3 separate regions of the Mus musculus genome follow, and all the other regions are linked to region 3. The links are chromatin contacts, called in public promoter capture Hi-C maps. All regions are on one chromosome and are shown on one strand. The core of a region is the stretch at or near the end of the contact, and the rest is flanking DNA. Distances in the headings are between cores, read along the strand shown.

Region 1 (3,265 bases), core at 202-2,701, 2.0 Mb after region 3:
CACATCTGTGTCCTCTCTATTCGGAAGCAGTCCTTTCTTCCCCTCTGGGACAAATACCTCTCCCTCGTCCCCTTTCTCTCTTTCATTCCCTCCTCTTTCTCCTTCTTTCTGTATCTCCTGTCTTTGTCCCTTATCCCTGCCCTCTGTCTCTCTGGGGCAAATAAATGCCCTTTGTGCTAAGAGCCTGGTCTGAGAACTTGGTCTCAGAGGATACAGTATTCAAACTGTATGTGTGCATAGCATGTATATTGTCTTATAACAATACAAATGACAAGTGGTGCGGATTCTGTTGGGAAACAAACAAAATGTAGCAGGTTAGTCAGGCATGGTGGCTCATGCCTGTAATCTCAGTACTTGGAAGGCTGAGGCAGGAGAATTGTCTATGTGTTCGATGCATGAGGTGGTGGCAAAGCTCCCACCTCCAGATCCTAACATTGCTGAACTCCCTAGCTCCTGTTACTTCTTCAGTTCTAGCCTCAAATACATGGGCAAGAACTGCCTCTCAGGGGCAAATGTAGAATACAAGTTCAAAGTCTTACTGTTGTTCTAAATGCCAAGAACTGGAAATGTTTGTAAGCAGGAAGAGTGGGTTAAGTTACAATTTTATAGCATCCTGACTTGCCCACTGCTCTGTTATACATTTAGGTAGGGTCTACATTTTCTAAGAAGGTACAATAACACACTCAACTAAGTCAATTGCAGACTTTTTTGTTGGGACATTAACCTGTGCTACAAACCCACAACATTAGGCCTCTTTTCCATAGCTAAAACTTAGGCCTTAAGCAGTCAAGGTTTTTGTTTTGTTTTGTTTTATTTTGTTTTGTTTAAAAATTTATTTATTGTTATATGTAAGTACACTGCAGCTGTCTTCTCACACACCAGAAGAGGGCATCAGATCTCATTAGGGATGGTTATGAGCCACCATGTGGTTGCTGAGATTTGAACTCAGGACCTTCAGAAGGGCAGTCAGTGCTCTTAACCCCTGAGCCATCTCTCCAGCCCCAAGCAGTCAAGTTTTATGCTACACTTTGAGGCCTTCCCTTGTACCAGGTCCCCCAAAGGCATCACTTGCGAACTGTTCTTCAAACTGGCTGAGGGCCGACTATGGGTACTTGTAAGAGGAGGTGATAAGATCAAGCTTTCTACTACACAAAAGATCTGCCGTCTCCTTTAAATCGGCTTCTCTGTGTTTTGCTGAAGGGAGCAGGTAGTCAGAACGGTCAGAAATTTAAGACACCTCCAATCTTAAATTGACCTTGGCAGTTGAACAGGTGGATGTAAATGAGTCCTACGCGCAGAGCCAAACACACGCACGTCAGGGCTGAGTCTCCAGCGTTGAGCTCTGTAGCTTGGAATCTGTTTTTATATTTTGCAAGGATTCTGTATTTCTCAAATCTTCTGTTTAAATACTTCCTTGTTTTTGAACATGCTGAGTAAGAGGGCATTTTCCTGTTTCTGTCCCCTCCCCCTCTCCAACCCTTCCTAGAGCCAAGTAAATGATCCTTCCTTGCTGTGACCTAGGACCTAGGCCTTTAAACCAGACCTGTGTTCCTCCAGAGCCCAGCTCTTCAGTTTCTTCTGGCTACTTGCTGCACTATCATATAACAGGAGGGCAAGGAGTGGGCATCTGACTGTCATGTGGTAAAGATCGCTTTATGAAATGTGGGTACATTGACCTACCTCCAACAACAGTGAAGAAATACAGCGTTATAGAAACAATGGGGCTGTAGTTACAAAGGGAAGGCCCTGTGCTAGCATGTTACTGAGCTGAGAAGGAGCCCAGGAGGCTGCACATGAAAGATGGAGGCAGGTTCCCAATGAATATGCTACAATAATAAATACATTAATAATACAGCTGACACAGCATTGCTGGAGTGTGTGTGTGTGTTTGTGTGTGTGTGTGTCACTCTGTGTGTGTGTGTCTGTGTATGTGTGTGTATCTATGTGTGTGTGTGTGTGTATCTGTGTGTGTGTGTGTGTGTGTGTGTGTGTGTGTGTGTGTGTGTGTGTGTGCATGTATATGTGTACACTCTGGAGAGTAAACCCAGGGCTTTGTGCATGCTAAGCAAATGTTCTACCACTGCCTTCATTCTCTGCAGTACTTCTGGAAGTAGCAGCATGATGGCATCCATATAAATTAAATGAAGTTGTAAGCTTCTACCTAGCATTCAGATCCTTGCCCAGTCTGAGCCCAGCCTGCCCTTCTTCTCCCATTGCCCACATTAACTAAAACAAAGAAAGCAGGACAGACATCATCTATGTTTTTCAAAAGGGGGAAATAATAAAACTTCTTCTCAAACTCTTTCCCCCTCAAAAAAGAGAGAGAGAGAGAGAGAGAGAGGAAAGCACACTTCCAGCTCAGTGAGGCATCTTCATCCTGATGCCAAAGTCAGAGATAACACAAGGAGGGGATACTACGAGCCAGACTCCCTCATGTTTATTCATGCAAAAATCTTCAAAGTATTATTAAGTTTAATTCCCAGATATGGGAACATAATATACACCATTCCCAGGCAGAGTAGGCAGCTCTGCAAAGAAGATACCCAAGCGGCCATGCATTTGTAAAGATCGTCAGCATTAGTTCACTATCAGGGCAACGCACATCAAACCACCAGAGCATAATCACCGTAAACCTATTAAGATGGCCACTGTCAAAGTCTGTTGTTGTTTAGTGTTGTCTAGGGTACACTGTTGGTTAAAATGTAAATTGGTACAACAATATGAAAAGGTGTATGGAGATTGCTCAAAAACTTAAATCAGGAAATTAAAATTACAGCTATCTCATATCTGGGCTTGGGTCTGAAATAACCAAAGTCAAAATCTCAAAATTCCCCTACATTGAGGGTAGAGAGACAGCTCAGCAAGTGAAACGCTTGAGTGCAAACAGGAGCACCAGAGTGTACATACCCAGAACCACGAGTGCCCAGGGAGAATGACAGCCCTCCTGTACGCCAGCACTTAGAAGGCAGACACAAGGACACTTGGGGCAAGCTGGCTATCTAGACTCACCAAATCTGCACACTCTGAGTTCAAGTGAGAAACCCTGCCTCAGTGGGTAAAGTGGAGTGCTATCCCAGGTGGCACTTAGCATTCATCTCTATTTCCACATGTGCACACACATGCGCACACGTGCACACTCATCCACATGTACATGTGTGCTCACACAGGCAAACACATAAGCAGAACTCAAGAAAATCTCTGGGCACCACTATATTCATCAGACAGCACACTATTCACAGCAGTTGAGAGGTGGAAGTAACTTACA
Region 2 (3,264 bases), core at 103-2,602, 2.1 Mb after region 3:
GTCCCCTCTGTCTCAGGTGACACATCTGCACTTCTCCAGGGGGGATCTGTGTTGTGAAAACAACTGAGTCACAAAGGAAATTTTAATATTTAGTCTAATGACATTGGGGTAATTCAACAACAAGAGAAATACAAAATTACATTGCATGACCAGACAGAAAAAGATCTGGTAGGTGTTTTCTGGCCAGTGGCCAGGTAAACGCTGATTATATAAGCAAGTCCTTGACCTAATACCCTACAGGATGCTAAGGAGCCCAAGAGGCCCACCCTTAGCCTGTTGATCTGACTCCAAGGAGACCCTGTGGCAAACTCCCTGAGCCTTTGACAGTCTCTGCTTACCAAAGAGTTTTGAAGGGCTTCCCTGTGACCTTCATGGCAAAAGAAAGATTAAAAGAAAGTTTTTCCTCTTGAGATAACTGGCAAAGCTCTTACTATAGACATTGCTGCTGCCTTCCGTGATGAGGAGGCCCTGACCTGAGGACCCAGTGAGCCACACGTGGCTATGCAGCCCAGGAGTGCCCACTGACTATGCATTTACAGGCATGCATTTTTCTGGAGCAAGTGGTGCACCAACTCTGTCCAACAGAAATACAGCCCAAGTCACATGCATTTTTTTTTCTAACTCCCGATAGCCACATTTTAAGAAGCAAAAAGGAAACAGGTGGAAATTATTTAATAGCAGTTTAATCTAATATTATTATTGTTTTGATGTGCAAATGATGTAGGGTGTCAGGAAAACATTTTCCTCTATTCTTTGTTACCTATTCTAAATCTGCTGTCTTTTACACGCCCAGCACATCATCATTATTACTAGCCACAGTTCAAGCTTTCCGTAGCCACATGTGCCTAGTGGCCACCAGCCGGGCAGCACAGCCCAAGAAATGTTCCAGAATCCTTACAAGTGCTCTCCTGACTGTGACAGGAGAAAAAGGATAAGATTACCTCAGGTTTTCCCCAAAAGAAAAACAGACTTTAGCCAAGTTACCTAAGGAGACAGCCAGGGATGTTCTTATTCCATAAGTAATAGCGGTTCAAATAGCCTTTATCAACTTTCTAAACACAGTGTCCACTGTCCTCAGCAACTGTTGCTTCTCTGACGAGCTGTTTGTTAAAAAACAACAAGACAACCAACCATGCTGATTTGGTGCTGAAATAAAATTACACCCTCACTTTTATGACAAACCCTGAGACTCATGTGAGAGACTTACACCCCTCACTTCTATGACTAATCCCAAGACTCTTAATGTGACACTTAGCCAAAGAGAATTTACCTCAACCCATAGTTCTTCATCCCTGTGGCTGCCCCGTTCTAAAGCAGTAGAACTCAGAGACAGGAAAGGCGCAGGAAACCGCAGGCCGAGCCACATACCCGGTCTGTGTGGCATTGCCGAGAAAGGATCTCTGAGCTTGTGGCCATCCAGCCTCTATGTGGTGAATGGCGAGCAGCTTTCTCTTCAGCTTTGTCCAAGGTTGAGAGAGGAAAAGAGCCCTGAACTCCCTCAGAGTCACTTTCAGAATGGCTTCCTCCTGCGTGGTTAATCCTTCTAAAGGGCTGCTGCCTCCTAAGAACAGCCTTGGGTCTGGCAGGGCCTTCAAGGTCAGTTCTGGTCACACACCCAAGGGATGGATATAGTATGGAGACAGGAGATGATAAGGTATCAGAGGCAATCAGGCAGTGGTGGCTCACACCTTTGAACCCAGCACTCAGGCAGGTGGATCTCAGTGAGTTTGAGGTCAGCCCGGTCTATGAAGCAAGTTCTGGGACAGCTACAGAGACAAATACTGGGTGGAGGCAGGGGCAGAGGTGGGGAGGAGTACCAGAGGCACCTAGCTATTTCAACATTGTGTGTGACATCCTGGCCATGGAAGCAAGTCTCTCTCCAGAGATTTGTTGTTGTTGTTGTTGTTGTTGTTGTTGTTGTTGTTGTTGCTTTAACATTTTCATCTGTGGGTATTCAAGGGTCTAGCCTGTTAAGAATGGCTGTGCCCAGTGGCCATTTTCTTTACAGCCCAGACATTCCTGGGACTACAACACTTCCAGAACCAAAAGAGAACATCAGTCTGCCTAAGATTCTTGGTGTAAGCTTAGTTGGTGCTGAAGTAGATTGCATAAGCATTTAATGGCATTTAGTTGTCCACTGAATGCATATCCTTGGCTGAACACCATGAAAATTACCAAATAAAAACTTTCAAAAATTTTAGGAAAGATCATCATGCAATCTACAAAGAGAAGGTCCAGTCTCTGCAGTGCTGAGGTACTGAGGCCAGGGAGATGATGTCCTGTAGAAGAAAAAAAAAAAAATTAAATGTATGAGTTGCTCTATCTGCATGTACACCTGCAAGCCAGAAGAGGGCATCAGATCCCAGATACAGATGGTTGTGAGTCCCCAGGTAGTTACTAGGAATTGAACTCAGGACCTCTAGAAGAGCAGTCAGTGCTCTTAACCACTGAGCCATTTCACCAGCCCCCATAGCATTCTTAATTTCCCTTCCCTTCCTTGCACACACACACACACACACACACACACACACACACACACACACACACACACTTTCCCTATCTTACACCCCATTTCCTTAAACCCTGTTCCTTGGTCCCCTCCTAATAGGCCACATTCGCACAAGAGCAGGATTTGCGTGACCTGTTTCTGCCATCTTCCCAGGGTCCTTAACATTTAGCAAGCCATGCTTCTTGGAAAGAACGTACGGCAAAGAGGAGCAGAGGCACTGCCCTTCAAAGACTGGGCTGCCTGATTTCCTGAGCAGTATTTCTGTCCATTTTGGGAGAGGACGGAGGAGCAGGGGTGATGGCTGAATTTCACAAGGGAAACGACCAGTACCCTGAAGGACATCCACAGCAGGCAAGATCCCAGATCAAAGCAGGGTGAGCTAAGGAGAAAGTCTATGTGGAAAACTGCCCCTCCCCTGGGCTCGGAACTTACCAATGAGTCCCAGGGAGAGCAGGTGTTGAAGGGAGTCAATAGTCATGAGTTAAAACGTCTTGATTGTGAAGAAGATTGGGATACTTGGCTCCCAACAGCAGGCCTTTCTCAGGAGGGTCAGACAGTGCTAGTTAAAATCTTGTAGATAGGGAACTATTTTATTCCACTGTGAGCTTCGTGGTGGCATGGTGTTATCATCCCATAACTAATGAAGTGAATGTAGATCCCAGATGTGGACTTTAATTAATTTAATCAGTTCCTTGTTCTGTAAGAGCCTGTCTCACTCACTCACTCTCTCCCTGTCCTATGTCCTTCATAATCAA
Region 3 (2,862 bases), core at 38-2,537:
TCTAATAAAATAGGCTACCTGGCCTCTTTCAGTACCCCCAAAGAGAATGCTTCCGGGGGGGAAAAAAGCGCACTGTGTTGATGAGACACACGTGTTGAATTTCCAAGACACACTTTTCTGAAATAATGACCCTTACCTGTGGAAGAGATGCTTGCAAAAACTTCTTGCAGAGAAGGTAGCAGCGTGGAGGGCTCAGCCTTCCAAATATTCTGTAGTAAGGTACTCACTTTCGTTACCTGGGAGACATACTCCCGTAGTTCCTTCTCCTGAGTGGACACGCACTGGAAATGACCTATCGTTCGAACCAGCTGTTGACAGAAGGTAACTGACAGTTTCCCTTTGGGGACGCACTGCACGAAATCGGTCAGGAGGTCGCTCAGCCGGGCACAGAGCACTGGCTCCGGCCTCTCGCAAACCATTCGCAGGACCTCCACCTGGAGCAGGCTGAAGAGATCCAGCACCGACGGGCAGCTCATAATCAGCTTCAGGCCGTTGTGAATGTAGTCCAGGATGGCGACGTCCTTCCTGTCCACTGAGTGGTAGCCCTGCTGAAGGAGGCCCAACACGAAAGTCTTGTTGAAGAAGGACTCGAACTCCGGCCGGTGGTACCGCGCGTAGGCCTCCAGCACCTGGTGGCCCACTTGTCGCTGGAAAGGGTCCTGGCCCTCCAGGATGAGGCGGGTCGTCAGGTCAAACATGGCCTCGCACTGCGCCTCGTCGAGCCAATGCTCCGCGAACTCCACCACCTTCCGCACAATCATCCGCTTGAGGGGCAGCGGGTGCGAGGAGCTCACCAGGCCTTCCAGAATCTTGTCCATCGTCGCCACTCTGCAAGGCCAGGCCCTGGGGATAAAGAGCTGGCAGCGGCAGCCCCGGGGGGCAGCAAAGCGCCCCGGCGGGGAGGAACTTGGAGCCAACCAGCAGCAGGACCGGCCACCGCCACCGCCGCCTCAGCAGCCACATTTATCGAGTGGGAAGGCCCATCCGAGCCGGGACGGGAGCGAGCGATTCTGGGACGCCGAAAGGCTGCGGGTCCCCGCGGTCCGCCTCAGGGGCCGGAGGTCCGCATAAGGCTGCCTCGCTGGGCCCGCGACCTCTCCCAGCCTCCGGGCGCAGGGACCCTCCAGGCTGAGCTGGAAGGTGAGGAGCGCCTTCGTGTCCCGGGTCAGTGCGGAGCCCCGGCTCCCGCGGGTGGGCAGTTAAAAGTCGCCCTGGGTTGAGTCAGGAGGCACTGTCAATGCGAGTACCTCGATCTGCCAAGGAGAGGAGCCGGAGGCGCGGAACACCCTGAACCCGGAAGCAGAAATACTGGCGAATAGGAAGTGAAGCTCCGAGGTACAGCGGATAGGTCCGCCCTCGCCCCGCCCACTTTTTTCCGGTCCTTTCCCGGCTACGTTCGACCCATTTCCTGCTGGCCCCGCCCCTCCCCCTTCTCCATGTAGCTCCTCCCCCGATAGGCCGCGCCCCCTTCCCTGGCGCGCAGGCGCAGAGGCACGGAGTGAGTCACGCGGCCACTCTCACGTCACTGGAGACTGTGTGGTACGTCACTGGCGGACTTCCGGAGGCGCTGCTCAGGGAGCCTACTCTGAGCTCTGAGGTTCTTGTCGCCGGACGTGGATTCCGTCAGTGGTGAGGGTTAGAAACTCAGAGACCACTCAGCGCGAGCGAACCGAGAGTCTATACTGAGCCGCCGGCGACTGCCGGGGGGAAACCCTTCTCTCAGAGCAGCCGGAAGAACGCACTGTGCAGGGAGCTGTAAAAGGCAGAGAACACGGAAACACTACTTCCTTGTTTGCCGTTGGCAGGGAAATAAAGTAAGCAAGCAGCTTACTAGAAGCCCAAAACGTGCAGTTGCCTGAGGCATTTCCCCGAGTTTCTAGGACAGAGTTGGGGTACAGGACTTTTCACTTTCATCAGGGAATGATGGTGTCAGTTTCCGGGTAAACCAAAGATGGCTCCACCTGAGACAAAATGGAGGAACTTTTACTATGTCATAGTCTGAGACATGTTGCTTATGAAGACAATTCGAGGAAGTGCTATTAATTGTTTAAAATCTTGTGTCTGAGAAAATTTTGGAAACGCGAGAAGAGCACTAGTTGAGGAATGGAGGAAAGTATAAGAAAACAAACAAACAAACAAACCAAGCTTTGGGGGAAATCTTTCTAAAGACCTTGTTAGGCCCAGACATACTCCAATGCCTTAAATGGCTGGGTTTTTCCTCTGAAACAATTGCTAATGTAGAGAGAGTACTGGTGGCTCATATATTTAGTGGTGATTCAAAACAAGGTTGTTGTAAGAATAGATTTTTTAGCGGGTGGTGGTGGTGCTCGCTTTTAATCCCAGCACTTGGGAGGCAGAGGCAAGTGGATTTCTGAGTTCGAGGCCAGCCTGGTCTACAGAGTGAGTTCCAGGACAGCCAGGGCTACACAGAGAAACCATGTCTGGAAAAAATAAAAAATAGTGAGCTTTTGTATTCAGTGTTCAGTGTATAAGCAAGATCCTTCTCAGCTAAATTTAGACCCAGGCATAGTGGCATACACCTTTAATCCATGGAGATAAGGCCAAGCAGATCTCTGAGTTCAAGGCCAGCCTGGGACAAGCAGGTTCTAGGTGAAGAGCTTAACTCCAGGCCTGGTGGTACATGCCTTTAGTTCCAGCATTACAAGAGACAGCCATGTAGGTCTCTGAGTTCATTTCAGGAAACCCAAACTTAGGCAGAGAGGGAGTTAGAAAACAGAAAGCTGATAATAGAACATGGTGGAGGTGGGAGGACACATTCCAGCTTCAGCAAGCAGCAGAACTTGGCAGCTTTGGCCATGTGGCTCTGGCTTTAAAGAAGGGATTACTGGGACAATTGATGCT

Evidence for each region. Promoter capture Hi-C pulls out the DNA fragments that hold promoters and counts their contacts.
Region 1: a promoter capture Hi-C map of neutrophils shows a contact between it and region 3, with 5 times the contacts expected there. The contact joins the enhancer-like site here to the promoter of Usp38 in region 3. A contact is called at or near these places in 3 of 39 promoter capture datasets (cranial neural crest, neutrophils and second pharyngeal arch cranial neural crest), 2 of 115 datasets of contacts at active chromatin or transcription factors (astrocytes and large pre-B cells) and 1 of 9 other capture datasets (adipose tissue).
Region 2: a promoter capture Hi-C map of the HPC-7 cell line shows a contact between it and region 3, with 8 times the contacts expected there. The contact joins the enhancer-like site here to the promoter of Usp38 in region 3. A contact is called at or near these places in 13 of 39 promoter capture datasets (the 3T3-L1 cell line, 3T3-L1-derived adipocytes, the C10 cell line and 9 more), 1 of 15 datasets of contacts at CTCF or cohesin (large pre-B cells), 3 of 484 Hi-C or Micro-C datasets (cerebellar granule neurons, cortical neurons and pro-B cells), 4 of 115 datasets of contacts at active chromatin or transcription factors (the 230-238 cell line, astrocytes, forebrain and 1 more) and 2 of 9 other capture datasets (adipose tissue and liver).

Annotation. Positions count from the first base shown.
Region 1 is chr8:83,062,825-83,066,089 of GRCm38.p6, forward strand. The region is part of intron 6 of Rnf150 (ring finger protein 150); the gene reads left to right. Among named protein-coding and RNA genes, the nearest start is that of Tbc1d9, 100 kb to the right of the region's middle. Within about 2 kb of position 1,452, at least 36 of the 459 cell types and tissues checked have an H3K27ac peak or open chromatin away from gene starts, as enhancers often do. A contact at or near this core is called in adipose tissue and neutrophils, where this site is marked.
Region 2 is chr8:83,085,474-83,088,737 of GRCm38.p6, forward strand. It overlaps Rnf150 (ring finger protein 150), which reads left to right. Exons shown (of 7, transcript NM_177378.4): 7 at 1-3,264. Among named protein-coding and RNA genes, the nearest start is that of Tbc1d9, 78 kb to the right of the region's middle. Within about 2 kb of position 1,353, at least 47 of the 459 cell types and tissues checked have an H3K27ac peak or open chromatin away from gene starts, as enhancers often do. A contact at or near this core is called in the 230-238 cell line, the HPC-7 cell line, neutrophils and 1 more, where this site is marked.
Region 3 is chr8:81,013,619-81,016,480 of GRCm38.p6, forward strand. Usp38 (ubiquitin specific peptidase 38) reads right to left here and starts at 1,288. Exons shown (of 10, transcript NM_027554.2): 1 at 137-1,288. The coding sequence starts at 818.